Regions from separate parts of the Mus musculus genome. Here regions 1, 2, 3, 5 and 6 are each linked to region 4. The links are chromatin contacts, called in public ChIA-PET, HiCAR-type and HiChIP or PLAC-seq maps. All regions are on one chromosome and are shown on one strand. The core of a region is the stretch at or near the end of the contact, and the rest is flanking DNA. Distances in the headings are between cores, read along the strand shown.

What was found. ChIA-PET counts read pairs in DNA pulled down with a chosen protein or histone mark. HiCAR-type assays count read pairs that join an accessible place to other places. HiChIP or PLAC-seq counts read pairs in DNA pulled down with a chosen protein or histone mark.
Region 1: an RNA polymerase II ChIA-PET map of memory CD8 T cells shows a contact between it and region 4, with 166 read pairs. The contact joins the promoter of Cd28 here to the promoter of Nbeal1 in region 4. A contact is called at or near these places in 4 of 115 datasets of contacts at active chromatin or transcription factors (double positive thymocytes, effector CD8 T cells, large pre-B cells and 1 more).
Region 2: a contact with region 4 is called in an H3K27ac HiChIP or PLAC-seq map of embryonic stem cells, with 2.8 times the contacts expected there. The contact joins the enhancer-like site here to the promoter of Nbeal1 in region 4. A contact is called at or near these places in 16 of 39 promoter capture datasets (the 3T3-L1 cell line, 3T3-L1-derived adipocytes, the C10 cell line and 10 more), 4 of 484 Hi-C or Micro-C datasets (the 63-12 cell line, Th1 cells, embryonic stem cells and 1 more), 18 of 115 datasets of contacts at active chromatin or transcription factors (the 230-238 cell line, Th17 cells, astrocytes and 13 more) and 2 of 9 other capture datasets (embryonic stem cells and liver).
Region 3: an RNA polymerase II ChIA-PET map of effector CD8 T cells shows a contact between it and region 4, with 10 times the contacts expected there. The contact joins the enhancer-like site here to the promoter of Nbeal1 in region 4. A contact is called at or near these places in 14 of 39 promoter capture datasets (the 3T3-L1 cell line, 3T3-L1-derived adipocytes, the C10 cell line and 10 more), 3 of 484 Hi-C or Micro-C datasets (Th1 cells, pre-B cells and regulatory T cells), 17 of 115 datasets of contacts at active chromatin or transcription factors (the 230-238 cell line, T-cell acute lymphoblastic leukemia, Th17 cells and 13 more) and 1 of 9 other capture datasets (liver).
Region 5: an RNA polymerase II ChIA-PET map of memory CD8 T cells shows a contact between it and region 4, with 6 times the contacts expected there. The contact joins the promoter of Icos here to the promoter of Nbeal1 in region 4. A contact is called at or near these places in 3 of 39 promoter capture datasets (cranial neural crest, liver and pre-B cells), 4 of 115 datasets of contacts at active chromatin or transcription factors (large pre-B cells, memory CD8 T cells, neural tube and 1 more) and 2 of 9 other capture datasets (adipose tissue and pancreatic islet).
Region 6: a contact with region 4 is called in a HiCAR-type map of Th17 cells, with 8 times the contacts expected there. The contact joins the enhancer-like site here to the promoter of Nbeal1 in region 4. A contact is called at or near these places in 11 of 39 promoter capture datasets (the 3T3-L1 cell line, 3T3-L1-derived adipocytes, the C10 cell line and 7 more) and 10 of 115 datasets of contacts at active chromatin or transcription factors (Th17 cells, astrocytes, bone marrow-derived macrophages and 7 more).

The regions. Positions count from the first base shown.
Region 1 is chr1:60,744,093-60,747,788 of GRCm38.p6, forward strand. It overlaps Cd28 (CD28 antigen), which reads left to right and starts at 2,296. Exons shown (of 4, transcript NM_007642.4): 1 at 2,296-2,436. The coding sequence starts at 2,382.
Region 2 is chr1:60,850,532-60,854,406 of GRCm38.p6, forward strand. No RefSeq gene overlaps it. Among named protein-coding and RNA genes, the nearest start is that of Gm38137, 11 kb to the right of the region's middle. Within about 2 kb of position 2,015, at least 123 of the 459 cell types and tissues checked have an H3K27ac peak or open chromatin away from gene starts, as enhancers often do. A contact at or near this core is called in Th1 cells, Th17 cells, embryonic stem cells and 3 more, where this site is marked.
Region 3 is chr1:60,872,970-60,876,991 of GRCm38.p6, forward strand. The region is part of intron 2 of Gm38137 (a long non-coding RNA gene); the gene reads left to right. Among named protein-coding and RNA genes, the nearest start is that of Gm38137, 11 kb to the left of the region's middle. Within about 2 kb of position 2,477, at least 17 of the 459 cell types and tissues checked have an H3K27ac peak or open chromatin away from gene starts, as enhancers often do. A contact at or near this core is called in Th1 cells, Th17 cells, effector CD8 T cells and 2 more, where this site is marked.
Region 4 is chr1:60,178,358-60,182,153 of GRCm38.p6, forward strand. Nbeal1 (neurobeachin like 1) reads left to right here and starts at 2,242. Exons shown (of 55, transcript NM_173444.2): 1 at 2,242-2,328; 2 at 3,106-3,397. The coding sequence starts at 3,347.
Region 5 is chr1:60,976,236-60,980,168 of GRCm38.p6, forward strand. Icos (inducible T cell co-stimulator) reads left to right here and starts at 1,679. Exons shown (of 5, transcript NM_017480.2): 1 at 1,679-1,781. The coding sequence starts at 1,724.
Region 6 is chr1:60,939,182-60,943,403 of GRCm38.p6, forward strand. It overlaps Gm34649 (a long non-coding RNA gene), which reads left to right. Exons shown (of 11, transcript XR_865468.2): 10 at 4,072-4,150. Among named protein-coding and RNA genes, the nearest start is that of Gm34649, 20 kb to the left of the region's middle. Within about 2 kb of position 2,045, at least 58 of the 459 cell types and tissues checked have an H3K27ac peak or open chromatin away from gene starts, as enhancers often do. A contact at or near this core is called in Th17 cells and bone marrow-derived macrophages, where this site is marked.

The DNA.
Region 1 (3,696 bases), core at 1,046-3,545, 570 kb after region 4:
TTCCATTAAGCATTCCTTGTTACTTATGGTCTGTGGATTGTAGCATGATTATCTTTTACTTTACAGTTAATATCCACTTATAACTGAGTACATACCATGCAACATGGTTTTTTAGCATTTAAACATTCTTTCTGGTTGTGGGTTACCTCACACAGGATGATTTTTTTCTAGTTCCTCTCATTTGCCTTCAAATTTCGTGATGTCATCTTTTTAACAGATGAGTATGGTAGATTGGAGTGTCCTTTAGTTATATATGTTCAGGAGTGGTAAGGCTGAGTCTTGAGGTAGATAGATTCCCACTTTTCTGAGAAACTGCTATATTGATTTCCAAAGTGGTTATACATGTTTGCACTCCCACCAGCAATGAAAGAGTGTTTCCCTTGTTAAGCATCCTGGCCTGCATGAGCTGTCACTTGTGGTTTTGATCTTAGCCATTCTGACTGGCATAGCACAGAATCTCAAAAGTTGTTTTGATTTGCATTTCCTGGATGGCTAAGGACACTGACCATTTCTAAGTGTTTCTCACCCATTTGAAATTCCTCTGTTGAGAATTCTCTGCTTAGACCTGTATCCCATTTTAAAGTTAAATTATTTAGTTTGCTGATGTCTAGTTTCTTGAGTTCTTTAAATATTTTGGATGTTAGCCCTCTGTCAGATGTGAATTTTGTGAAAATCTTTTTCTATTCTGTATACTGCCATTGAGAGAGAAGTCAGCTACACAAAGACAAGTATCACATAATTTCATCCAATTGAAGATAAAAAAACAAACAAACAAACCAAAACAAAACAAAAAAACATTCATTGCCTAGAATCAGAGAGTAGAATCGGGTATTATGGTCCACATCTATAATACTAGCATTTAAGAGGTTGTGTCAAGAGGATTACAAGTTTGAGGCCAGCCTGATCTACAGAGCGAGTTCCAGGACAGCCAGGACTACACAAAGAAACCCTGTCTCGAAAAATAAAATATGTATATATGCCTATAAAACATCATATGGTATTTGACTGATACGTTTAATATTTAAGTTTTATATACCAGCTAAAATGTAATAAAAATATTTATATCATATATGGATGCCTTAGAAATTAACAATTGATAACATATCTATTGAAAACTATAAACAAAACAACATGGAAAGTAATGGCTCAAATATTAAGTATTTTTATAATTCGGTAAGAATATAGGTAAACCTTGACTTTATGCTTATATTTTTTTCTAAATTTTTTTACGTATGCAATATAGCTCACTTTTGTATTCAGAATAAAAAATATAAATCATTCTTTTAAATATACACAAAATCACAAATGAGGCTGGTTTCACAAAGCTCAGATTATCAGAAAAGAAAGAAAAAAAATCACCAAGAAAGTTTTGAGAAAGCTAATGTGTATGAGATACATATAACCACAAACTCCGATGATTATAGCTTCTATAAGAGTCAGACTATCAGGGAAGCTGTTGAGTACAGATGCTGACCAGGGGGATCCAGGATGGCTCTAGAAGAGGAATGTGGAGCTGGCCATGCTGGTGGGCTAGCCCTGTCTACAGAAGGCCCAGGAGTTGGGGAGAGGTGTGGAGAGCTGGTTACAAAGGCCCCGGGTGTCTCTGTGGTGAATCTTCCAATGGTCTGCTGTTTGAAATGTTTCTTTGAGGGACATAGGGAACATGAGGTAGCAAGGGTGTTTCGTTTACCTCCTGTTTCCCTAAGAAAATATGGTGTTTTTATGACTTCCTCTTTGCTCTGGAAATTTCTGCAGCTGCTCAGATGCCTGGGTGCTTGCCAAGTGTGTACTTGGAAGCGGTTTTCAAAATTGGTAGAAGTGAGTTATACATACACTCCATAGGATCGCCTTAAGATTATTTCAAACTTCAATCTCATAACGTTTATGCAGAATTTAAACACGTGCATAGAAATCTCTCAGCTTCCCACACAGCCTTGTATTTTGGATTCGTCTGTAAGAGTTTGTCTTCTGAGAGAGGTTTTTCTCTCTTCTTTAGAATGCCTTGTTTGTCTGCTTTTGTTGTTGCTGGGCCCTAAGCGCCCACATTTCACAGCTCCGATGCTCATCAGCATGACTCTCCTGAGCACATTATCTGGTGGTGGCTGACACTCTCTTCAGTACCCCCCCCCCCCGCCTCCCAAAAAAGAAAAAAGAAAAAAAGGACTGGTTGCTAAAAGAAGTAAAAGTCAAGTCATCAAAAACAATGTAATATCCTGTGTGAAAGTCACGAAGCCTTGTGGTTTGAGTCCCTTGATCATGTGCCCTGTAAAGTGGCCCTGGATGGCAGAGAGTCATAGACCTTGGCAGATGTGACTTCAGTTCACACCACACTCTGCCTTGCTCACAGAGGAGGGGCTGCAGCCCTGGCCCTCATCAGAACAATGACACTCAGGCTGCTGTTCTTGGCTCTCAACTTCTTCTCAGTTCAAGTAACAGGTAAGCAATTTTGATACCATTTTTCCCCCTGTTTTCATTTGTGTTCTCATGACCAGCATGGTTTATTTTAAAACTGTAGTGACCTGTGAAACTTGAATGCATTTAGAGTTTTGTGCTAATTTGACAAGCTACTATTTAGAAACTAGCTAATTCTCATAATACAGCAAATAGAACTTTAACACAAGTTCTTTGGGAAGAAGTAACATTTTATTTAACAACTAGTCCCAAGAACTTTTATATTCAGAATTTTATTTATTGTTTTGTTTTGAGATAGGGTTTCTCTGTATAGCCCTGGCTGTCCTGGAACTCACTTTGTAGACCAGGCTGTCCTCGAATTCAGAGATTTAACTGCCTCTGCCTCCTGAGTACAAGGATTAAAGGCATGTGACACCACCGCCCAGTCAGGATTCTACTTTTTACATCCTATAAAACTGTGATAAGTAAGAGAGTAGGTAAATTCTAGAGGTCTTGGATTAGATTGCCTGGGCTCATATCTCAATTCTCCCTAGTGGCGTTTGGAGCAGGATTTACTACCTAAATCTCTGTAAAACGGGACCCTAAATGAGCATCACCTCAATTTCATTGTGAGATAAAATGAAATAGACATTGTGGAGGTCTTAGTTCAGGCTTGAGCAGTAAACATGGTGTTCATGTAAGTAGTATGTCTACCTGAATTCAGCGAGTGCCAAGAAGAATCCTGAAGTAAGCACAAAAGCTGGTATAGACACCAGTAAGTTTCCTTTTACTGTTGGTTGAAATATGTTTATTTAGGTTAAAATCCTTCAAGTTCCCAATAGCAATGGCAAGGAGGCTATATATTTATCAATTAGAAAGTTCTTACCCTAAACAACCTTTGGTTCTCATGAGTAAGAGCTATTTATTGTCATAAACTCCATTCCAAATGAAGAGACCATTGGAAGGAGGCCATCTATTGAAGAGAATGTTCAATAATTTCTCCAGAGGATGCAGGTCTCCAGTATTTGGCAACACATATTTACAGCTAAAGAATCTTTAAAATTTATGTTTAAAGGTTTCTGTATATCATGTTTAAGGGATCTTAACTTTCTTTTAAAGGAATACTTAAGACACCTTAATTTACTAGATAGTAAAGCCTTACCCTTGTTGAAAGTCATGCAACATTAGTGATTTTACACAGAATGCTTTTCTGATGCCCTCTGTGGACAGCCATTTGTTATAAACTCATGTATTTTCTTTGGAAACTTTTTGGGTTGGACTCAAAGCTTTGTATGTTTCACTGTT
Region 2 (3,875 bases), core at 765-3,264, 670 kb after region 4:
GGGAGAGAGAATGAATACTGAGATACATCTACTAATTTAAAAATAAAACTGACTAATGTTCCAGAGGGCAGTAAAGTCATATAGCCCCTGGACACATCTTCAATGAACAGAGATAATTTTTATCTTTTCATGCAAAATGTATTTGGACCATATCATGTTGATTTTCTGCACGCTAACATCTAAATCTTCATGGATTTAAATATGTCTGATTTTTAAATTAATGTTAGTAAGTAAAATAGTAATTATTTTCTCCCAGAGTAGGATGCCCCTATGTTTGGCTGCAACATTGAGTAGTGGCCACAACTCATCTTTTGCTTTACTGACAGGACTTGGAAAAGCTTTCTTAGCAGGAGAACTCCCTGGGAGTCATTGAGATTTGCACTCACCTCTTGGCTAGTCTGCTTTTGCTCATTTAATGAAAAGGTTACTCTAAAGAGTGGTAGTTTCTAACTGGGGCTATTTGTATGTTAGAATCACTTGGGGGTGCTTTTCAAAACTAGGAAAGCCAAGGCCACTTACCAAACCAACTAAATTAGACTCTTGGAGGGTGTAGCCCGGGTATCATTAGCTCTTTAAAAAGGCCCATAGTTATTCTAATGTTCAGTCAGGGCTGAAAGCCACTGGTCTAGACAGGGTTGCTCAGAGGCCTTTCAATAATAATGCCCTGTGACTTTCCAGCATGGAACACAAGCAAATCACTCTTGCAATGAAGAAAGTAGACATAAATATAAGCTCTGCTGACTGCAAAGCATTCCCAGTGACTTGAATATGATTCAGGGCTGCCAGCATTCATTCTGTGGTGTGGAAGCTGCGGGAAAGGCCAGGGGTGGGAGAGCTGAATGACTGGCCTTTGTGTTCCAATTATAGTCAGCTTGAGTTGCTAGAAAGAGATAGGAATGTCTGCTGTCAATTTCCTTTAGAAAAAGATAGATCAGAATTCATTTTGTGTCACTGCCTCTGGCTTGCCTCTGGCTTGCCGAGCTTGCCGCTGCCCCCAGAGTGAAAGGTCTTTCACGCAGTTATTATTGGAGATTGCATTTCTGATTCCAGACTGTACATTAATAAATTAAGGCCATGACTAGTAATATTCACCAAATGAAAATACTGCAACAAGTACAAGCCTTTTAAATGGCCTCAGACAATGAAGCTTTTTCAGACCCCGTTCCTTCATGCTTGTTATCGCTGAAAAGCATTTTTGTAGCCTTTATTAAAAATGGGGAAAGATCACGTTTGAAAGCATGGGCTTTTGAAGCCTCTCTTGTTATAAGCGTGTATATGAGGAACATGCAGAAAACATAACTAGCTGAGCAAGGCAGAAATTAAGGAAAGTAAAGCTGATATGTGTGAACCTTTTTTTGCATGCCTTTTTAATATGAGAGGGTCTAAAGTCAATGTTGGTTTTTTTTTTTTTTTCGAATGGCTTTAGGTATCTTTCTCAATTGTGTGCCTTTTTTGCTGTGTTACCATAGTGAGTAATATTAATAGAATCCAAATACTAAACCCTTGACCTGATTCTTGATTATTATGTCATATTCATTAGGTATTCTATCTAAATTCATCCATTTCTTCCCCAACATTATTGATGATAATCAGCTCCTTCTGCCCACTATAATGAAGCAGCTGTGTGAGCTGTGCAAGGACAATATTAACTCTACAGCCATGTGACTTAAGAGGAAAGTTGTCACTCTGAGATAGCCAGAAACAAAGGGCAAGCAAAGGGCAGCAGTAGTATGCAAATATGGAGCTCCTGGTGTTTAGGGGTTCCCCTCCCACACGCTCTGCTTTCCTTTAGAACACGTGTTTCCATTAAGAAACAACCCAACCATTAATCCCTTCAGATAAGCTCACAATGTTTCACATAATCTAAGAATAATGTCTCAAAGATGAGACCGGCTCGTTTGGTTACGCTATCAACACCGTTTGCAATCCTCCATCCACTGTTCCCTTTTAAGTCCGTGCTCAGGGGCCTCTCTTATAGCCATTACTAAACAATCAAGGGGTGTGGGGGAAGTATGGAGCAGAACTATGAGGAAGTAAGAATGGAGAAGCCTCGAAGCAGAGCTCCAGCAATAAGTTGCCCCGAGGGTGGGTGTGGCTAGAATGGACTCTTAGCTTGAATTTCCAGGTGTGGAATCTACAAGACAGTTGAGGACGAGGTTCTGGAACTCTGTAGAGGATTTGGGTTAAGTGTCCATAGATCACAGTGATTGGCTTGTAGGTGGTACTAAGTGGAGTCCCGGGAATGTATGAAATTACACACGGAGCAAGCGGAGAGAGCGGCGAGCAGTAAGAAAGGCATCATGAAAGGACAACATGCCTGTGGATAGAGAGAAGGGAGACAGGAAACAGTTTAGCAAGAAGTCTGGAAGGAAAAAGAAAAAAGCAAGTCTCCTTTTGTGACTTTAACCTTGTCTTGCTCCAGGCTTCCCCACCCCCTGTGACTAACCACCTGCCAGCTGTGTCTTAAGCAAACAGCTGTCTCTGATGACTTCCTATCTCCTCTCCTCAGCAAGTCTTATCAATTCCTAATGATACCTGAATTTGTTCTCTCCTCTTTCTCTTTCCATTGGAACCCTCGATGTCCCTCTGACCTGTTAACCTAACGTCTCTGCCCTGGACAATGGAAGTAGTCTCTTCACTGGTCCTCTGCCTCTGATCCTGACCCCTACCCCTTACCTGGACACTTACTGGCCACTGAGGAGAGTACTTACAAAGCATGACGACCCCTACCATTGCTCTGCTCTGCTTAAGTCCTAGCTTGCTTCTACGGCATAGCACAGCTTAGCATTCCTGCCAGACTCTCAAGCCTCAGCCTGAACTCATCCCCCTCCCACTCCCCAAACCCAGCTGGAGTGACCCTCTTGCTATTTTTTTGAGTATACCAAATTCTTCCCATGGCACTGTCTCTGCTATTCCTCCATGTAAAGTGGTCTGCCCCAGACCTACACAGGACCGGAACTGTTTTTCAACGAGGCCTCACCTTAAGAGCTGCCTCCAAAGAGGGGATTTCCCTAGCCACGGGGTCAAATTGGCAGAGAGTGTTTAAGTTGCTAGAGCCTTTGTTAATAAGGTATCTCCCACTAGGTGGCTTAAACAATAGACACTAAGTATCTCCTGGTGGAGAGAAACCTGAGACAAAGGTTTGTTTCCCTCTGTGAGCTAGAGATTGTTACAGGCTGTCCTCAGGCTTGCGTGTTGGCAGGCATCTCCTTTTATCCTGTTGGATTCCTCTATGGGTGCCTCTGTCCAAAGCCCCTCCTCTATCAGGCTATGGCTCACTGGAGTAAGGTTCACGCCCATGTGTTCATTTTAACCCGGTTACCTCTATAAGGAGGATTTGGACACTAGAACCTCAATAAATGGGAGAGGGGCACAGCTCAACCCACAAACACAGCCAAGTGCAACCATACTCCACGGCTGTATTGTCTTCATAGTGTTGTCCCTGTCTGCAATTATAATGCTTGCTTTTTATTATTCACCTCTGAAATTTCCATAGGGGGAAAAAACCTTGTCTGTGGAGCAGAATCTGCCAATGTCCCTGACAGATCCCGTTATCATAGATACCAATGGCACCCCACTGGAAGCATCTGCAGTTTTCTATCAGAGGTTTTCCCTAGCAGGCTTGCTGTTGCTTGAGGCAGGTGGAATGCTGGGAAAGGTCATGACAGATGAGACTTGGTTAAGTCAGCTGACGTGGGTTTCTGCCACCACCGAGCTGTTGTCACGGGACTAAGCTGAGTTACTCATAGTGTCCATGAGTGTACCTGCGTTGGCCTCCCTTCCTCCTGTCCATACCCTTATCACTATTATCTGCCCTTATCACTATTTATCTGCATCCTTAAAGGTCCATAATAAAAAATTAATGATAAATGCTC
Region 3 (4,022 bases), core at 1,227-3,726, 690 kb after region 4:
TGAAACAGTTTAGAACTGCTAACCTGGGTGGTTCTCTTAGTCCATTTAATGGCCATTAAAGCATCCCTCACCATTCATCAGGCTGCCTGTGGATAGTGACTTTCGATGACTGTCACAAAAGTTGTCACTGTGCTACACTGTGATCTTACACAAATGCAAGTCTGACCCAGAGTTTGCAGAAAGCATGAATGAGCCTTTGTTCTGGTCATGCCCAAAAGCATGTGTGACCTGAAATAACACATTTTCTTAACCATGTCCCTTTTGAACTTTCTAGGGAGTAAACACTGTGCTCCTGGCTGTGACATCATCACATTATGCTTGCTGCAGGGACCCTAAACGACGATGAAGATAATGTACAAGGCAAAGCACCTGCCTCCACTCCTGCTTCCCTCAGGGCTAAAACTGAGGCAGGAGGACAGGTTAGGCCTGTGTGTGGGCATGTGCGTGTGAGGGGAGCACTAGGGCTGTGGTGAACTCCCTCAGACATCTGTTGCATGGCATTTAGCAGCTTTAAACAATGCCTGCCTCCTGATCTCACAGTCATGTAGGTCACAGATCTGGTTGGACAGGGTCCAGCTGGGTCTCTGGTTTTAAGTTTCACAATCCCAAATCAAGGTGTGGCATAGCTGACCACCATATTCCTTTCTAGGGGCTCTCTGAGTAAATCTACTTTTAATGGCATTCAAATGCTGGGGTGGGGGGAAATCCAATTACAGGGAGTTGTGGGAATGAAGTTCCTGTTTTGTCTGTCTCTCTGCCAGAGTGTAGGAATAGTTAGGTTTAGTCTTTGATTCTCTAGATCATGTGCTCCTTTTCTTGTCTTTAAAGTCAGCAGCAGCGGGTCACGTCCTCTTGCATCAGGTCTCTCTGACCTTTTTCTTCGCTTCCATTTCTCTTTTGCTTCCACTTGAAGAAATATTGATACTCTGAAGGGCTCTTGTGATTAGACTGGGCCTATTGAGCTCATCCAGACATCCAGACACATCCTCTGTGTTTAATGCCTCTATCCCAATCTTGTCTGCAATGTCTATCTTCTGCCACAAAACAACATTTTCAGAGGTTGCAGATGCTAGAGAACTGTTGTTCTGTTGACAACATATTTGTAGTTGTTGTCATCCATATATTCATCCCGGGTCTGATGTAGTGAGTGAGATGCATTCAAATCAGCATGTTAGCACTGTGTTCATAGCCCAATATTGATAAAACAATCCACTTAACCCACCATCCTCTGGAATGAAGTCGGTGGCTGGATACAGCCATGGGTGCATCCTAGGACCTTAAGTCCTCTGGTCTACTTACTCTTCATATGGTAAGAGTGTGGGAGTGAGGAGCAGCAGGAACTAGGAACGATGTTGGACCCTCTCTGGACTTCCTACCTCAGTTAAAGTGTAGATTGTGGGCGTACCCAGGCACCAAAGGAAATTTAATCCTCAAGAGAAGGGACCACTGGCATAAGGTGCAAGGGTTGGGGATCTCCTTCCAGCAGCTAAGCTGATGAGACCTTTAGAATTTCATTTTGCATTCATAAAAATTGTATTAGTGGAGCCTTTGTTGCTGCTGCTGGTGGTGGTAGTGGTGCGTGCGTGCGTGCGTGCGTGCGTGCGTGCGTGTGTGTGTGTTGTGTGATGCTGTAGAGGAGACAGCACAGAGGTTTCACTTTTGCTGGCTTTGATTCAAACCTTAGCTATGCCCCTTATAAATGAATGAATCACGTGGAACCTTGTCATATGTCAGAATCGAACCCGGTAATCATAGGCGTGACAGACATTACAGCTTTTTCACACTCACTCATGCTTATTATTATTTCTACCAATGTCATGATGTGTATTTGAGAGGGCACGTGTTAAAAAAAAACCTGGAATGTAATAGGCACGTCATACATTTCAATGTATTGATGAAGTCTAGCGATGATATGTTCTCTCTTACTCTCCGAGAGAGAACGGACATTCAGAGCACTTGCTCAGTCTGTGGTATACCTACTATCATTGACTAATTACAAATACCACTAAGGTGTCACTGAATGTGGGTGGCATGGATAAGACATGCCAGTAACTGGCTCTTCTGAGCAGGTACAAGCCAGCTCACCATCCATCCACCGACTGAACTCTGATGTGCTGGGCACAATTCAGTGCTGGAGAGATACAGTGTGGACTACAATTGAGTTTTACATTAGCTTCTCTGTTCTCTCTCTCTCTCACTCTCTCTCTCTCTCTCTCTCTCTCTCTCTCTCTCTCTCTCTCTCTCTCCTTCTTTCTTTTTTTCCTTCCCCAACAGAAGGCACGGGCCTCCAAAATACTTTGTAACTAGTTCCAGGTAAAGAAGTACAAACTTAGTGACCTCATAAGGTATGTCTTTGTGGTCTGCTGGAGCCAGAGGCAGAAATGTGACATCTGACCTCTTTACAAGCCACAACTGTTACTGCCACAGAGCTGAGAAGGGTGTGAATAAAGCCTGAAACGCTTGCTGCTCCTCTTACTGGTTTTGGGGTTAATGTTGGTGGAGAGACCTCATTTCCTGGAGGCTCACTCAGCAATACGACAAGGAGAAGGTGATGGTGCAGCCAGTCATTACCATTTGAACCTAATGACCCCGGTGAGAATAAGAGTCATTTCCCAGCTGTATGAGGTCACACCTATTAGCCATGCCCACATCTCTTACTCCCAAAGGACTTCATAGTCAGGGATTCCATTATGAGCAACATCTGATATTCTTAATAGGAAAGCAGGTCACCTGTCCTCAAAGCAGGGAAAGGAATTTTGTGAAGATCATGGAAAGAAACCCACTGAAAAATGTCTTTATAGACTGCCTGGGTATGTGCAGATGGATAAAACCAACCAGCAAGAAGAAACAGGTTGTCTTTGTTTGTTTGTTTTGTTTTGTTTTGAGACAGGGTTTCTCTGTATAGCCCTGGCTGTCCTGGAACTCACTTTGTAGACCAGGCTGGCCTCGAACTCAGAAATCCACCTGTCTCTGCTTCCCGAGTGCTGGGATTAAAGGCATGCACCACCACGCCCGGCTTAGTTTGTCTTTTCTTTATTGCCTTGAGTCATCCGTATACTGTAGGCTGCTTTATGTCATTTCTTAGAAGGTGATTTCTTTTTCAGGTTAAGTTTCCATATAGGGTGATATTAAGGAGGGAGAATACAATGCAAACAGCCACTGCTGTTTAGAAATGGCTGTTAAAGTCATGTTAATATCTTCCCTGTTTAACACTATACTTGGTTGGAATTTGATATAAATAGGGACCCTGATGGGTATGTATGGAATTATTGAGATTGTTTCATTCATTCATTGATTCATTAATTCATTCATTCATTTTCAACCATACATAAAATTATGAACGGAGGCTGGAGATATGGCTCAGTGATTAAGAGCAAGCACTTGCTGTTCCTGCAGGAGACCTGTGTTCTGTCACTAGCACCCACATGTTGACTCACAGCTGTCCAGTCCCAGGGGATCTGAGACCCTCTCCATCCGAGAGCACTAGGCACACATGTGCTTTGCATATATACATGTAGGCAAAAACATTGTTATACACATAAACTGTAATTTGAAAATCAAATAAAATGAAAAAGAAAATTACAGCATGTATTTAATGTGAATTCCTACTACCTCCCCAAGCTTTGTCATAAAGAAAATCTCTCAGGATTTCAAAAAACGGCTCCATAGTATAAATAGAACAAATTAAGACTCATGGGTAATAAGAAAGAAACTGCAGTTTATTTTTGGAACTGGAATGGGTCTGGATGGGGAGCATTTTCGTTTCAGTAGTGCCTAAATCCTTGGTGGTTTGTTTCAAAGTTTTTCCATCCTAGACAATTATGATTGATTTCTCATGTGCCAAAGATTCTGCATTACTAGTTCCCACAAACCTCATATTTATTATAGCATGATGTAAGACTTTCCAGATTAAAATTGGTGGGTTCAAGATAGCAAGTTGTGGTGAGAATTGGATCAGCATTTTTCCTCAATTTCTCTTTCATTGCCTCTCTCTCTCTCTCTCTCTCTCTCTCTCTTCAATT
Region 4 (3,796 bases), core at 992-3,491:
CTACAGGCTAGCCAAGGCTACATAGTGAAACTCTGTCCCAAAGCTAGCCAAGGAACTTTGAAGGTATACTTTGCAAACAACTTGTTCTTAACTCTGTCCTGATGGAGTGAAAGTAACTAAGGGCAATGGTGAACAGGTGTGGCAGTGTTAAGAAAACTTTCATCTAACACTCACATATCAACGGGAGAAGAGGCCTTTCAAACCTTATAAAGGCACATTTGTTCTTCATATCACAGAAAGAAGTCTTCAGGCACACATTGTAAATAGCTAGCTCAGCACTGCTAATGGTTTGCTTGTTTTGTGTTAACCCTTAGCCCAGTTGATCCTAGGGAGGAATACAGGGCTTTGTGCTTTTGAGACTATGAGGCAAACACACACACACACACACACACACACACACACAGAGAGAGAGAGAGAGAGAGAGAGAGAATCAGCAGACAAAGAAGCTCCAACACTGAGAATCTCAGAGACAAGGCTGCCCACCTGACCAGAGAAGGAAGAGTATAAACTTTGGAATGATTGATTGCCTCTGTTTCCACTCTGTTCCAGCCAAACTGGCTGGAGATCAGAAGGTAAGTGAATAGGCTGTTGTTAATCAGTTGTCTCCTCAGATCACAGGGTTTTTAAATAATGTTACTGAAGCTTAATGATTTAATTCCCGTCCTCTACTCATTGATGTTTGTTGTGAAGGATAACGGGAACTCTACATTTTGGTGACAGAATCACAAAATTTACTTTCACCTTTGATATCCAAGCTACTGCATGGTCTGCAAAACGGAATTATTTATCCTGTGATTCTTGACAAGAAAAACTTGTAGATTAATCTAATAAGCGAGAATAGATAAGGGCTGGAAGATGGCTCAGTGGTTAAGAGCATTTGCAGCACACAAGACAATGTTCCCAGCACCCATGTCAGGAGCCCCCACCCCCACCCAGACCTCCAGCTCCCAGGGATAAGATATCTTCTGGCCTCAGAGGGTATACAAACATATGTGGCACAAGGACGCACACAGGGCATGTGGGGGCATTAGTATATTTTAAAAATAAAGGTCACATAGTGAACCCCCATGATGGCATTAGTAGCTTTACATTTATTTATCTATTGTGCATGTGTATATGCCAGAGGATAATTTTCATGAGTAGGTTCTTGCTTTCCATTTAGTGAGCTAGGGTCTCTTGTTTGTGGCCAGGGCTCGCTGGCCCTCCAGTCTCCATCTTGCATTTCAGGAGGTCTGGCTTGCACAGCAAGTCATCTCCCTCCCTTTCCTTTCTTCTTCTTTTCTTTTGTGGCAAGGTCTCATGCGGCACAGGTTGGTCCCAGACTTGCTAGGTAGCCCATGTCAGCGCTGAACTCCTGATCTCTCTCCCTCCATCTCCTAAGTGCTAGATCACAGACCTGTTTCTTCAGGGTGGCTTCGATTATTTCTGAAGCTTAGTGATTACATATAGAAGTTCATTTTATTACTTTGTTTCCTTGTGTGTGCTTGTTAGGAATCAAACACAGGGCATCTCAGATGCTAAGCTGCTCTAAAACTGATTTTTTTATATGTTTGTAAAATTTCACAATAGTTTCTTAAATGTTTAGATTTAAAAGGTTAATCTTACGCTTTTCTCCTCTCTTAAAACAATAGCAACAACAACAACCTTAAGAAAGTGTGTGCAGCTAATAAGACTGCCTTTTGCTTCTTTTTCTGAAAGACGGAACTCATTCCGTACAGCAGTCTCCTTGGAACAGACACAGAATGGCAGTGACAGTACAAAGGCAACGACGCCAGAACAGGTAAAGATTTCTTTTCTTCTTTTTTCGCTTTTGAGCTCTGTCCCAGGACCAATCCCATTTCTACAAAGAAATCAAATCGAGATCCCTTCGAGACGCCCTAGGGTCGCCGGTCCTCAGCTGATTCGCAGAGGCGCCGCCAGGCGAGGAAAGTTCCGTCCGCCCCACCTAGCAGGGGCGGGGAGCGACGTCAGCACGTCGGCCCTCACGTCCAGCTGGGTGACTACTGACCGGAATGCCCAGGCTGGCTCCGACCGCTTTCAGAGCCTGAGCGAGGGCACTGCGGCTGCGCAGGCATGCCGGGGGAGGGGCTTCGGGGCTGAGCGGCCCTCGAGGAGCGGCTGCCGGAGGGCCGGGTAAATCCCCAGAGGCCGGAATGATTAGCCCAGGGGCTGCTCCGCCCCTGGCTCCTCCCACCCCGCGTCGGCGCTACCCCGCCTCCGCCTCCGCCTCCCGCCCGGCTTCGGGGTGACACGGGGCTTCGCCGCGGGCAGGGCGGAGGGCAGCAAGTTAGCCCGCGGCGGGGTGGCGCCGGCGGGCCTGTGAGCGTGGTGAGGGGACGCCGAGGTCGGGCGGAGGCTGCCGCGGGGCGGGAAGGCCCGGGGGAATGCGGCGCAGGGCTGCAGCCTGAGGGGCGGCGGCGGCGGGCGAGGGGGCGCGGCCGGCCCGGGCGGGTCTGGCTGCGGCCGGTTGGCGTGGGTCCCGGGTCTGGGTCCCAGAGCGCTCCGGGCCGCGCTTCTGAAGTTGATTGGCACGCCTGACGTTTGTCTCTCTTGTTCGTAACGGGGACGCAGGGAGGAAATGGAAAGGTCCCCGGACTGCTGCGAGGCGGGGTCTGGGGTCGTCCCACGGGAGGTGGTCCTTGCCACGGTGTGTGAGCCCCTTTCTTCTTGGGTGGAGAGGTGGAAGCCAGGTAGGCAGGATGACTTTCGCTGTGTGGATGGTTAAAACAAACAAACCAGGAATTCCTCGGGCCCTCCCCCCACGCCCTGCCCTGCAACGCAGCAAACATTCCCAGCAACTTTTAAGAAGCTGGCGAGAAATCTCGGATATTTGTTGTGTTTGATCTGTGCTCCTGGTTAAAGGAAGGCGTGAGTAGGGAGCCGTCTTCCTTCCCATCTACCGCAGTTTTGGTTGTGAATCTGCCTGGAAGGTTTTAGTATTTTATGTTGATCATTAGTCGTGGTGTGCCAAACAGGAGTTTCTGGAATATCTAATCACATTAAAAATTTATCCCTTTGAATGGGGTGATCAAGGCAGACGGATATCTGGATTTTTTTTTTTCAAATGTGGCTTAAAAAAACTTAGGATATTTTTGTATTTCACAGACCTATTTACGAGACCAGCTACCCCTGATGAAGAAGTGTTGGAGTAGTTGCTGAAATTGACCCTTATTGACCTGAGACAGTCTTATTTGTTCTACGAATTTTTTTTTTTGTTTTTTTTTTGTTTATTCCACTGCTTTGAGCTTTACTGTAACGGCTGATAAACTTGGAAAATAAAGTAATATGATATGGTCTTGAACCGTCTTTTTGAGGAAATATTAAAGTACCAGAGTGGAAAGCCAGAATGGCAGCCAGAGAGAGGCTCTTTGAACTTTGGATGCTTTATTGTACAAAGGTAATTTGCTTTCCTTTTATTTCTGTACTTAAAATTACTTGATTATAAAATTTTGTATCCAGCATTATGACCTTATTGTGTAGTGTGTTTGTGCATATTGATAATCCTGAACTGGCAGGTGTGGTGGTGCATACCTTTAGTCCCAGAACAGAGTCCTAGAACAATGCCGGGCCAGGTGGTGTTATGTGAGTTTGAGTCTATCCTAGTGGACGTAAGACATTTCCAGGACAGCCAGGGCTGCAATTCTCAAAACAGAACCCCAAACAACTCCCCCATCCTGAATTTAAAAAACATGCAAGAGAAATAAATAAATTTTAAAAAACATGTAAGAGATCTTGAATTTCCCATATTTATTTTTCAGTTTTGAGTACATTGACAATATTGGCCTGCTATTAAAAA
Region 5 (3,933 bases), core at 429-2,928, 800 kb after region 4:
ATAAAGTAAATAACAATATGCATAGAATAATATGAATATGTATGCACACAAAAAGTCCATTAAAACAATTTAAGCATACTATTAACTATATTCATAGTATTTGGTATTCTCTATACAAAGTAAGCCATTTGTTATTCTACATTGAAGTGTGTGTGTGTGTGTGTGTGTGTGTGTGGTATGGTGTGTAGTATCCATGTGTTGTGTGTAGTCTATGAGCAGTCATTGAGAGGCCAGAAGAGGACACTGGGCACCTTCCTCTATCATTCTTCCTGCTGTTCCTTGAGACAGGGTCTCTCATGGAACCTGACACTCACCATTTTGCTTAGGCTGACTGACAAGTGAGCTCTGAGGATCCTCCTGTCTGCCCTCCTGTGGTGTTCTGTGGTTACAGGCATGCACAACCACACCCAGGTTTTGCAAGGTTGTTAAGGATTTGAACTCAGGTCCTTATGTTTGACAGCAAGTGCTTTTACCCACTGAGCCATTTCTCATCCTCTTTACCTTTAAATTATATATATCATATATATATATATATATATATATATATATATATATATATATATAATATATATACCACATATATATTATATTATATTATATTATATTATATTATATATAATATTATATATAATTAATTAAGATATATTTCATATAAAATTTAGGTGGCTGTAAATAAATTATTTGCATTATTGCCATTGCTACTGTCTTTTTTCTCTTTCTGCAGAGACAGAGATTTTTATCAGGCATCTTAGCTTTCTTGCTTCATTTGCACCATACATGCAGACAGACTCTCGAGTTTCTACAGATGACTGTAACTTAGAGAAAAGGGGTTAAGTCACTTTAAACCTGACCCTATCATTTATAAAATCATAATCTACAATGAACACCATATAAATATTATTTCTCATATTCCAGGAATATTCCTCTTTCAGATGTTTTAAAATGTCATTTTCTTAAAAACTTTCATTTATTTTCTGTCCTATTTCAAAGGCCTTACATCTCTGGAGTAAATAGCCCTGACAAATGTGTCAAAATATGCCTTATTCATAATTTGTGTTGGATCCTGCAGTCCCCAGTAGCTATTGATATAGAGATCTGAATGAATTGCTTCTGAAAATGATGGGCTTTGTGTTTCTAACCAGAAAGAGGGTCACATTTTCTTCCTGCCTTCATGATCAACAAAAATCTGTGAATTAAGCATCCACCCTACAAACGGTAATGCTTTCCACCCAGCAGTGATATGAATGGTCCATGAAGTCCCTAGAAGCACAAATGACACATAAATAGCTTTGAAAATGAAATCCATCCATCCATCCATCCATCCATCCATACATACATACATACATACATACATGCATCCATTCATCCTTCCATTCTCACATCCATCCATTCACTCATTCATACATGCATGCATCCATCTATCCATTCATCCATTCATCCATCCATCCATCCATCCATCCATTTATTCACACATCCATGTATTCATTCACACATTCATCCATCTAGTCATTCATTTACGCATCTATCCATTCATACATCACCGGGTACTTGCCATGCAGGAGGCGCTGTGATAGCTCTCCAAGTAGAAGTGGATGATAAATGTGACACCACATCAACCTCCACAAACCCACTTCCTCTCCAGAAAACTGAAAACAACTGAGATCACGACTTCACTGACACTTTTGAGCACTGGAGGAGAAGACTGCAACTGCTCCTGGCAGACATGAAGCCGTACTTCTGCCGTGTCTTTGTCTTCTGCTTCCTAATCAGACTTTTAACAGGTGAGTGGCCATCCATAGCTCTTATTGAGTTCTACTTCAAGAGAACATTAAGAAAAATCTGAAGTAGAAAAATTAAGTAAAAATGGAAAATGATTTTATTTTATTTTATTTTATTTTATTTTATTTTGTTTTTAACAAGCACAGACAGTTTCAGAGGCACTGAAGCTCACGGCTCAGGGCGTCATGCCCGGTCAGCGTGGATGTCAGTGCTTCTTTTGATACTGTGTTTTAACATGAAAAAGTACATTTCAACAGACCATTAAAATTTTAAATTACTTGTTCAAAGTTACCTGACAGTGTATAAAGTAGGAGAGTAGCTCACTCTTTTTAGAGAAAGATGAAAGGCAAGATTATTTGTGTCAAAAGAATAGAAATTGAATAGCCCTGGAAATCCTTCTATAGTAGAGAAAAAAGTGGATGACTTCCAAAAGGAAAATTTTGACTTTACTCTTACCTGGTTGGTCCTAAGTCTTAAATGTACAGTCTGCCATAGGGTTGGTGGTTTTTGTTTTGTTTTGTTGCTTTTTATTTTTGATTGTTTTGTTTTTCAAGACAGAGCCATACCAATCCTGGCTTATCTTATAAGGCTTTTAGACACTAGATATGAAGATCACCCCAAATGTAAAAAGGGGGAGAAAATGACTGACAGCATTCACTAGTCCCTCTAGACCTTAAACATTCTGGAATCTTTGACTCTTTTTCGTGGGTGACATTTATCAGACTCTACATGAGAAGTTTAAAGAGGGTCATGTGCAGTGTAAGTAATTACATACAGTCTTTTGCTGCTTCTTATTATATGCACTTACATACTGTTCTTGAAATTGGGATAAGTGAAGTGAAACATTAAGTGGTGGGAAATGCCTTTAATAGGAGAAGCAAAAGCAGAATGCTCAGTGGTATAAGTCCATCTGGAAATGCATTTTTTTCAGTGGTAGAAAGAAGGAGACATTACTTTTCTCTCCAAAAAGAAGTCAAACCTAAAATTGGATTTATTAAACATTTAGTATTGTGCTGTTTCAAAGGCACTCAAATGTTCTTAAGAAGGATGAAGAGCGAAGACCTTGTTGTATTTACCTGGAAGAAGTACTAAGAACAGCTCTGGGCCAGATGTGTTTTCTACTCTGCACGCTAGTTTTACAACCCCCCTGAAAAGCTTAGCAGCATACGTGAAACAAGAAAAACCATGGCAGGGAGATCCACTCATTTACTCATCCACTCATCCGTTCATTCACGCATCACTGGACACTTGCCATGCAGGAGATGCTGGGCTGGCTATTGTATAAACAGTGGTGAGCAAGACCAGGCAGGCCCACTCTGCTGAGACTAGCTGAGTACTAGTGAAAGAGACATGAATCAAACAATCGTATGAATTGATGGCAAGAGAGGGCACCAAGGATCCAGGTCAGACAGGGAGGTGTGTGTGTGTGTAGCTAGAGCCATACAGACTGTTCTGTGGAAATGACGCTTGAGTTGAAATTGGAAGGACAGATAGGAATCAGTGGGAAGAGCAGTGTCAAGAGAGGAAAGACAATTCAATGGAAAGTCAATCCAAAGGATCTGTAGTTTTCAAGGAAGGTCAGAGGGCTGATGTGGCTGAGCACAGGGAGGAAGGGAAGCTGGGCATGATGCCAGATGAGGCTAAGAAAGAAGTCAGTGGTCAGACTTCTCAGCCCACAGGGCCATGCTAAAGAGTTTGGAATTTCTTCCAAGAACATTTGTACAAGTTATTGCATGGTTGGTTTGGGATGCATCAAAAGTTTTCTGTATCCCAAACCCATTCGGGTAGTTGTGGTGGTGGTGCTGTACTCAAAAGACTTGTATCAACAGTGGTGTCATTTCTGTAGAGGGATGGATTCAGCTGTAGGATTCTCATGAGTTGCCAAGCTAAGCTGATCAATAAGATCTTCTGGAATAGTCACCTGAGATCCTTAGTGAGTAAAAACCAATGTTCGTTAGTCTTATGACACAAAAAAAACTGTGTTATGTAGAATGCCATTTTCCAATGACAGGTAAACAGGGGTAATAAACATGCCAATGATCATCATATTAAACGTTGCCCTAGGTCACACACACCCAGGAACTCCTAATTTCATAGCTATAAACAGAACCAAACTGCAGGAAACTAAACACTCATGGGTAGTTATAACACTTT
Region 6 (4,222 bases), core at 795-3,294, 760 kb after region 4:
AATGAGTCACAGAGTCATTCTAAGACAATTGTGAAGAGATATGTGACAGACAAGAGACCAGCATAGAATGTTGATTGTAAAAATTGTCTCTTAAAGGCACTATGGAGGGAACTAGCAGTGATTTCTAAGCTGAGTTATTCATTAATGCAGGGACAGCACAACAGATCAGTTGCATCAGGACCCCACATACTGCCTGAGAAGAGCTTTCCATACTCTAAGTGCATCCATGCTTGGGCACGATGGGCAAAGCACTAGACAAGAGCAAGTTGCTGTGTGCATGGAGCATTTCTTGCCTCTGTGGTCTTTGAAATAAAACCAGGATGAGAAATTTACTTTGCTTTCTTCTCCCATGTTTCAAGAATTTCCCACAGAGGCATTCCATTTAGAATTTCAACTTGGTGAACTTTAGAGGAGCCAGTGATCTCATCTTATTGCACTGTGAACTCAAAACATGGAGAAGTTTTGGAGTCTGTTAAAGTGGTGTGGCACAGTACTGTCACAGCTCGTTGAACTTTATAGACAGGATGTAGTTGAAGAGGGATGTGGGGATCCATGTTGTAAACACTGGGATAGAAGGAAACTTTAGAAAACCCTACAGATACTGAAGGCTGGGATTCAGGAAATCCTGGGAACTTGAAGATCCTGCAGGAACAACCTGAATGGGCAGGTGCATTCTTTGGAGTCAAGTAACCCTAAAGTTCTGCATCATCAAGGACATGGATGGACCATAGGCATGATCAGGGCACCCAACTTAGCTGAGGATACAACTGTCTTCTGTTATAGCATTCTTGAGTCATGTGGTCAAAGGTCTCTATCTTTGGAGAGGAAGTGAGTTCCTTAAGATGAGAATGGTCTGGTAAGAAGGGGCACCAGAGTATAACTTATATGGGTGACATGTTATCTAAAACACTCTGGGATAAGGGAATGCCTTAGTGGTCGAGAGCATGTACTGTTCTTGTAGAAGACCCATGTTCAGAAACCTAGATCTGATGACTCACAACCACCCACAACTCCAGCTACAAGGGGTCTAACACCCTCTTCTGACCTCTAGTGGCATCCACACTTACACATGCACATAATTTTAAAACAAAAATAGCAAATCTAAAATACTGGATACCATGATGCATGAGATCTGGAGTCACGAACTGTGTGGTGGGCCATCTCTGTCTCACTTACCCCGGGTCTCAGCTTATTCCTTTTCTTTTTGCTCATCTTGACTTAACCCTTTAAATGCCTGGGTGACCTTATCTTTGTCGCCTAGAGCGGCTCATCCTGTTGGCAGAGGTCCCCATCCCTTCTCATCTCTTAGCTTTGCTTGACAAACACCAGTTACTCCATCTTGTCCTTTTCAGAACTGGCATTGGCTTAAGACACAGAGTGTATTGTATGCCACCTGTCCAGAGAGATGTGACCTGTGCTCTCCTGCTCAGGAGTTATTAACTAGGGCTCTCCAGTGTCTCTTTTCTAATGGGAATCCCTCCAACCTGTTAAGACAAACCAACAGGGTTTGGAAAACTTCCTTCAGTGGGAGGGGTAACAAACATACTTATTGGAAAAGTGAAAAGAAAGCTTGTGTTTGAGCTCCTCTGCAGATTGTGTTTGGAAAGGGGAAATGAGAGAGAAGCAAGCATGGGGTTTTTCCCCTTTGGTATTGCTCCCTTGCTTTATCTCCCTGTTCCAACTCCTTTGCTTCCAATTTCTCTACCTCTTGCTACAGTTCTAAGAGTGGTCAGGAAACAAGGTACCATTTCTACACACCCGGACATGGGTGATTCTCTCTCTCTGCTGTGGCACAAGGCAAAGAGCTGCTTTCTTGGGTAGGAGGGGCTGGGTGAGGGCACACATCCCCTTTGGAAGATTTCCAGGATCTTAATTAGAAAAAGAAGATTTTCAGCCTAGAAGGTAGTAACCAGATTTGATCTTCAAATGATGGCAATTAACTGACTTTTCTTTAGTTTTTTCAAAACAGGATATTGCTGGTCAGGTGTGCAGCTCTTGTGGTATCGCTAGGTGTTCTCCCTAATGCACTGAGGGCATGAGCTATAGGCTCACACTCAAGCAATAGCTGAGTCTTCTTGCCTCTGATTGGGTTTCCTATGCTATGTGGTCCATATGATGGCCTGAAAACTAATGTAGCCTCAGCAATGGACTGCAGATAGAGAATTTGCTACCACTAAACAAATCCCAGAGAAAATTGTACTCAGATCCACAAATGGTACCTTCTGACTTATGGAGCTTCTCTTGAGTTTTGAAATTCAGTTCCTCTTCTCTCTTTCACTTCCCACTACAAAGTGCTGACTTAGCTTCAAAATTTCTTTTTGGTGATCTTTTTACCCTACTTGGAACTTCTATAGAGATTTTTCTTTTTTTTCCCCCTTCCTGTTATTTTCATTTTTGAGCATTTATGGGGTATTTGATGTGAATGCCAATGGGCCCAGACCATAGGTTTAATCTTCATTGTGGGGCTCTTTAAGATTGCCAGCAGAGAATTCTGTGGTTTGTAAAATTCCAGTTGGTAAGAAAGTTTCTTCCCCTACTTTGTTTCTATTGTGGCCTTTTCCTCTCCTCAATCTTCTGTGTTTGTGAATATTAAGGGTATGGAAGTAGCTTATTACTGCCAAACCCTGTGGCCCCTGCTTTCTAGAAAAACCACAGAACTGTAGTGCCATTCTCAATAGCCTCTCTCCCTTTGCAGAATCTCCCCCCCCCCCCTTGACATGAAAGTCTCTGAGCCTGTATGTTACCTTTTAACTTTTCTCTATTTCACTTGTAAATGTCAAGATCTACGGTTTGAGTTTCACGGTAAAGGAGGCGACCATCGCTGGCTCTCATGTATCTGCCTTCTTCTTCAGCTTAAAGAACAGGTTCAGCAAGGAGGCCTGTCCCTTCTCCTGCTCTACCCTCATCTCCACCAGCACCTTGGCCATTAGCATTTGTCAAGGATAGATTCATTGGTGTTTGTGTGGGTCACGTGAATCTGTCTTTTGTTGGCTTAGATCCAGAAGTCTATTGATGAAAGACCTTGGTAGCTAATTTTATCTGTTCACTGGTCCACACGATGCCCAGATACTTGATAATGCCACCAATTATTTCCTCATCCTCAGGCTAATCTCAATCTAAACTAGAAGCATATAGCGACTCCCCTGGGGCTCTGTTGGCTATCAGCAGACCTTTAGACTTTGCCAGCCTCTATAGTTGCACGAGCCAATTTTTCTTTCTTTAGATGCCCCAACTCTTTTTCTCTGCTCCTTTTTTGGAGACCTCTAACATGTTAGGCTCTTTTAGGTTGGAGAAATGGCTCTGTTAGTTAAGTGTTTTTCATGCAAGACTGAGAACCATCAGAGTTAAGAGCTCCAGAACCCTTGCAAAGGCCAAGTGGGTGTGGCAGCTTGCCTTTAATTTCAGCATAAGGGAGGCAGGTGCTGGAGTTCCCTGGAGCAAGCTGTCTACTCAGATTATCTGAAATAGCAGGCTCCAGGTTTAGTGAATGACCCTGCTTCAATATATAAGGTGGAGAATGCTCAAAAAAGACTTCTGGCATTGACCTTGGGCTACCTCTGCAAGCGTACACACATGCATGCACACCCACACATGTTTGTGTCCACATACATGTGTGCATGCATATGTACTACACATACATGCAAACACTCCCAAATATTTTAGAAAATAACTAGTTTCCAATATATTGTAGCTAAAGTTCTTGTCCCATACATTAGACTCCCATTGTACATGAGATTATTCTATTTTAGAATTTTTTAATCTTACACGTCTGGAACTTTGAACTCTATAGTTTTATAAAAACTAAAATAGTTAACACTCATTCAGTTTACTTTGTGTGTGTGTGTGTGTGTGTATGAAACAGTTTGTATAGCTCAGGCTGACCTTGAACTCCTGATCCTGTCTCAGCTTCCTGAGTGAGAACTGCAGGCATGTGTCATTAGGCCCAGCCACAAGTCATTCTTATAAGTGAAATCTAAGGGGGCAGGGTGAAGTGGAAAAGGGAAGGGCAGGGTCTCTGGAGACCTGAGGTAACATTATCATCTAATGACATATATCCTTTCCTCTTATCAGGCTTGGATTCCTTACTTTCTGGATCAATTACAATGCTCTGAGCAGCAGGGCTCGAAGGGCTCCAGTTTGCTGTTTGGAGGTTTGGAGACTTGTCAGCCTAATTCCAATCCATTTAATGATCAGAGTAATCTGGGAGCCATGTGTGTACCTA